Regions from separate parts of the Anas platyrhynchos genome. Here region 2 is linked to region 1. The links are chromatin contacts, called in public Hi-C maps. All regions are on one chromosome and are shown on one strand. Each heading gives the region's core, a stretch centred on a gene start, on an enhancer-like site or on the middle of the called end of the contact. The rest is flanking DNA. Distances are from core to core; before and after follow the strand shown. Region 1 overlaps MET (MET proto-oncogene, receptor tyrosine kinase). Region 2 has its middle 34 kb from the start of TES.

What was found. A called contact is a pair of places that touch in the nucleus more often than the background predicts.
Region 2: a Hi-C map of subcutaneous adipose tissue shows a contact between it and region 1, with 5 times the contacts expected there. The contact joins two enhancer-like sites. A contact is called at or near these places in 6 of 8 Hi-C or Micro-C datasets (F1 follicle, F5 follicle, liver and 2 more).

What each region holds. Positions count from the first base shown.
Region 1 is chr1:26,610,715-26,613,414 of IASCAAS_PekinDuck_T2T, forward strand. MET (MET proto-oncogene, receptor tyrosine kinase) reads right to left here. Exons shown (of 27, transcript XM_038173479.2): 2 at 1,527-1,613. Among named protein-coding and RNA genes, the nearest start is that of MET, 24 kb to the right of the region's middle. Within about 2 kb of position 1,252, at least 3 of the 8 cell types and tissues checked have an H3K27ac peak or open chromatin away from gene starts, as enhancers often do. A contact at or near this core is called in subcutaneous adipose tissue, where this site is marked.
Region 2 is chr1:26,734,300-26,736,999 of IASCAAS_PekinDuck_T2T, forward strand. No RefSeq gene overlaps it. Among named protein-coding and RNA genes, the nearest start is that of TES, 34 kb to the right of the region's middle. Within about 2 kb of position 1,297, at least 3 of the 8 cell types and tissues checked have an H3K27ac peak or open chromatin away from gene starts, as enhancers often do. A contact at or near this core is called in subcutaneous adipose tissue, where this site is marked.

The DNA.
Region 1 (2,700 bases), core at 2-2,501:
CCTTGCGGAGCTGCCCGCGGTTACACCAGGCTCCGTGCCCCGGGGGTGCGGCCTGCTGCTGGCTGCCTGCTTGGCCGTGGATTTTCTCCCTAATTTAGACTAAAACCCAAGAGCGGCGCTTTCTGACCGCACAACGCGTGTCCTCGTGGATTAAGCAAAGATAAATACAGCCAAAGTGCTCCTTTTAGCTGAGACGTTTGCCCCCGTAGCACCCTGTGCTGTGCCTCACCAAACGGGGCCTGCTGCCCGGGGCTGGTTGCGCTCTCTTGCTGTTGTGGGTGAAATTTGGTGCTTTGGAGAAAGCCAGATCACAGCAGGGTAAACATGATGGAAGATGTGTTAAGCTTAGTGAGCTCATTTTGGTTGACGAGAGCCTAATTTTCAGCTGGTTTAGGTCAGTATCATTCATAAACGTTAGAATCACAGAATCATTTAGGTTGGAAAAGGACTCTAAGATCAGAAGATGAGGGTCACTGGAGCAAACCATGAAGGAAAAAAAAAAATAAAAAGCATTGAAATAAGTCCTGTTTGCCTTTTTCTCTGATTACTCATACCTTTTAATGATGTTCTCCCTCACCGTGGGGTGGGATTTCCCTTGGCTTATTTCAGTTTCCATTGAAATAATTTGGAAAATTCCAATGGTTTTGGTGGAAACAGGCTCAAAAAATCTGTGATTCTCGGAAGTGCTCTTCCTTTCCAAGAAGCATCAAGAGTGCTTTATCTTTCACAGAAGTTGAATGCTGCTTCACTTTTGATGCTGAAAATGTATTACATCAGAAATAAAACACAATGTAAATGAGATTATACAATGAGCTCCCTACTCAAAGAGATTAAATTGCACAGCATTTTAAATATCTTGCATTAATATTCTTTGGACCGTCATTTCATTTCTTTGTCTGACATTTGGAATTTATTGAACAGTCCAAGCTACCTTAATTTTAATTCATCGTCTTTAAGGATTTGACATGTTCAGTGAATTTGGCTTACTCTCTTTAAACACAGATTTCTACTTCTTATTAGCAAATTCCTGGAGTTTCTTCAGTTTTTGTACCTCCACAGTGTTGCTGTGTATTGACAGACTCACTCAGAAAGCAAAGCTATTTTTGGGTGTCTCCCTGGTCAATAACGAAAAATGTTCCTCTTGCAAAAGAAAACTATTTCTCTTCTGCGTGAGTCATGACTCTGCTTGTATGCACAGTGAAAGATTTCCAGCTTCTCAGGCTTTGCTGGCATTCGGGGCAGCTTTCAGCCAGCCAAGATTCACATGTGGAAACTAAATATGGTCATAGGGTTATACTCCCATTTTTTGCCCATTACTCAGGCTCTTGCATGGTGTACTTCGATGCCTACTCCCTTTCTGCCACTCTGCATCTCCTTCTGCAGTGTTAGTTTACTCTGTGGTTAAAGCTAGTAAGATCGTAGACAGCATCAGTTACAAACAAGCAGTGTTTCTTGTTCTGATGAAGAGTACTATATAAACGAAAGAGCTAGTATTAAACCCTGGAGGGAAACTAAAGCCCAGGTACCTTTATAGAGCTTCATTCTAGAGGGTGTCACCTTAAGTCTTAGTCCAACTTCAGCTGTAGTAATTGCCACAGCTTCCATGGCAGAACCTGCCAAAAATAGAAAAACAAGACGGAGAGAACAATTTTTTTTTTTTTTTTTTTTTTACAAAACAAAACAACAAACAGAACAGCCTGTGTATTTTCAGCAACAAGAAGTCAGAGGGACATTTTTATAATTATATACAACAGCCAGAAGAGTTCTGATGTCATGGGAGCCAGAAAAAATATGTCTGAAATTATACTACGTTTCACCGTGGAGGTTAATCAGTGAGCCAAGGCATATTTAGGTTCTTGTAAGGGTGTTTGACCCCTGCTTAGGACTGGTCAGCACATGTGGCCATGGAAGAGCAGTGGCAAACACAAATTACTGAGGTCTGTCAGCTACACAACTGTTGGCGAGGCGCTGACTCCCTTCCCACGTCTGTCCCAGGGAGCTCGTCCCCTCCTCATGGGCTTTATGGACCTGGTGGGAGTTGCACAGGGCCTGATCTCATACTTAGGGCTGGGCTTCAACTTCCTTAGCAGCTCTGCCTTCTCCATTTGCCTCAGTGCTCTTCTGAGCTGTGTAAAAACTTTTAGCATTCGTCAGTGAAGAGGAAACACTAGCTTTGTTCCCAGTTTCCACCTTCAGCCTCCACTGAGAGTTCATTACAGTACGGCTCTGTGACCAAAGGTATCTACGAATAAGGCCCATTTGCAGCAAGACATTTACATAGTGTCAAATGCATAATTTTTCCCTGCAAATTAGATGAGACTGTGCACATGCCTGATTAAGACAGACTTATGCTCAGGCTGGATTACAATTTTGCTTGGGAGATATTTTGTTAGCTGATGATTTATTCTTGCACTGTATAACCTCTATGTGACTTTGTGGCTTGCTACAATATTTCTGTTAGGAACCAAAACCACAATTTTTAAACAATAGCTGTGGCAACTACATGGATTAGTAAGCATGAACTAGAAGTATTGACACAAGTTTTTCAAACTTTTCTTTTTAGATTGATTACTTTTTTTGTGTGTGTGTGCAGTTTTTGTGTTCAATTGTAAATAAGTTTATAGTAAAAGAAACATACAAAAATCACTTTAATTGGATAAAGAGGGCTTACTTTCTTGACGAATGCCACACACTGGAGAG
Region 2 (2,700 bases), core at 47-2,546, 120 kb after region 1:
GATTCTGTTTGGCAGTTTTGTATCAGAATGCCAAAAAGAAGAAAATATATAAAAAATCAGAAAAAAAACTGCTAAGACCTCTTGCACAGTAACAGCTGCAGCTATACAATTTACAGTTCAACAAACTTCACCAGCTAAAGTGAACCAAGTCTCAAAATACCACTGTGATGTTGCTATTACACCCAGCTTACATGGGATGCTAGCTGAGGAACAGAATGCCCAAGGAATTTAGACAATGCCCCATTGCATTTAACAGAGGCCTAGAATGGCATGTCAACTGTTTCTGCTTTCTAGTCATAGTCTGCAGTCTACTAAATCATGCCTTTAGAGAGGAAGAAAGTATAACAGAAAAAGGATTCCAGCTTATATTAGTGCTGTTGCACATTATGACTGAGTTGGAAGGAGCCAAGGGTCCATTTGTTTGTTGTAAGAAATCTGTAAAGGAATATGCAGTTTTAGAGATCATTCCGCCAACATACAAAACAAAAAATGAAGTGATGGAATCGATGCAAGTGCACAAAAGCAGTCTGAAAAAAATCTGAATGCACTTCATATAGAGAATTTTCTGATTTAAAAATGTGCATTGAATTCCTGGAATGAGAGAGATGCTGTTTGCATTCTGCCCACAGTGTTCTGGCTTCACATTCTGGAAGGTCATTAAAATGTTTTCTAAGAACTGAGGAACTGTTTACTGATTTCATTCTTACCGATTAATCCCAAATTCTGTCCTGGATCCACTTTCAGAATTATTTGTTATAAAATGCCTCCCAGCTTGTTTAAACTGGAAAAGCTTGTTAAACTTGAAAACTATGGCTTCTTTTGTCCTTCTTCATGTTTTCCTTGACAAAGACCTGCATCCAACTGAAACAACAGCTAAGCCCCCAACAGCTTCCATTGAGTCACATTCCTATATAATCTAACTTGTTTGTTTGCAGCTGGGGACCCCATAGAGGTGCAGACACCTAAATCTTAGCTGTCAGAACATGTATTTTAGGTCCAGAATTTGAAATATGGAAAAAGATTGTGTCAAAATAACCAGCATGCTGAACAGAGGGTCAGTCCACAAAAACACACTGGTAGAAAATGCTGAACGTGTTTTTTTGTTTTGTTTTGTTTTGTTTTTTTTTTTTTTTTTTTGTTTTTTTTTTCAGCCTGTTCTGAAGCTTACTAGTATCAGATTGAAACGGGTGTGCACCCCATTAATGTGCCAGGCAAGGCGCTTTAGAAAGGCTCTTCAGATAGACAGAGCCATGGGTGCATTTTTCATGTGGGAATGCGTGTGTGAGAGCAAGGCAGGGAGGCAGAGGAGTTCCTCCTGTAACCTCAACAAAACTTGGCAGCAGGAGAGAGCTCTAACACGTACTAAGTTTCTACAAGTTTTCTCTAAGTTGCAAAACAAGATTTGTCTGCTAATGCTGAGCCTCAGTCTCTGAGAGGCCAGAGAAAATTCACATGGGCAAATAAGATATAATGAATTCCCTAACCACGGGAAATGCTTTAGTCAGAGTTTACGTACCAAACAACAGAAAAACCTCAGATGGGAGTTCTCTCCCATACGGGTTCTCTGCTGTCTAATAAGATGCAGACTTGGGCAGAAGTCATAAACACATTTGTAAGTATGGTTTCCCAGTTAGATTCTCTAAAGTCTATAAGGGATCAAGTGCTGCACCGTAATATAATATAGCTCAATAATTAATAGAGATTGTTAATTAATCACAAAACTCCTGGGAGCTAAGCTGCCTTGGTTCAGGTACTTGGGAATGCTTCTTGAGTCCTAGGATCCAGCTGCAACTCTTAACTGGGGGCTTTGGGCTTAATTAAGGAAGACACAAAAGAGCAATGACCTCAGCCAGAGGGAGAAATAACACCTGGTCAGCACCTTTTTCTGCTATGTGATGGTTAAAACCAGAGCAGGCTGTGAGATCCAAAGAATTGAACTGCACCCATTGTTGGCATAGGTGGGTCTGTGACTATCACAGGAGAAGACCCTGAGCAACTTGATATAGCCTTGAAATTTGTCCTGCTGCGAGCAGGGGATTGGGCTAATAACCCCTCTTCAACTTAAATCTTACAAACTCTCAAACCCTGAATTCACAGCTAAAAGGCATGTAACACTTTTGCTATTGTTTTGCTGGAGTAAAGTGTTACCATTTCATGAACATTTGGTACAAGGGCTGGATGCCTTTAGGTTTTGGAAAATTTTAATAATTAGTGTCCTGCTTGTTTGAAAACATGGGATCTACTCATTTTTCAGATGCCTTCTATCACTAGTCCTGTGGTATATTCCTGACCAGATTCCTCAGAATCAGAGTCACTTCCTAGAAGTGTCATAAAATTAACCTCAGACTGCGAATTTCAACATAGAACATAGGCCAATATCAATCTACAAATATTTTATTTTTATTTTTATTTTAAATGGGGTACATCTATTAATCAATGTACAGGTGTTACTGATGTGATTTTAGTTACATCACAAGAATGCAGCAGCAGTAGCATAGAGCACCACTGAAGAACCTTTCCTTATCACTTGCCTTCTAATTGTCTCACATCTTGATTTTTTTGATTATTGCAACCCGATCCCTAAACTCAAGATCTTATGTTTTCTACCTTTTTATAGTGTCAAAATTATTCCAGACCACTTCCATGATTCAGCATTATCTCTCTGAGCTCATTTCACTTTCTTCCCTTTTCCCACTCTCC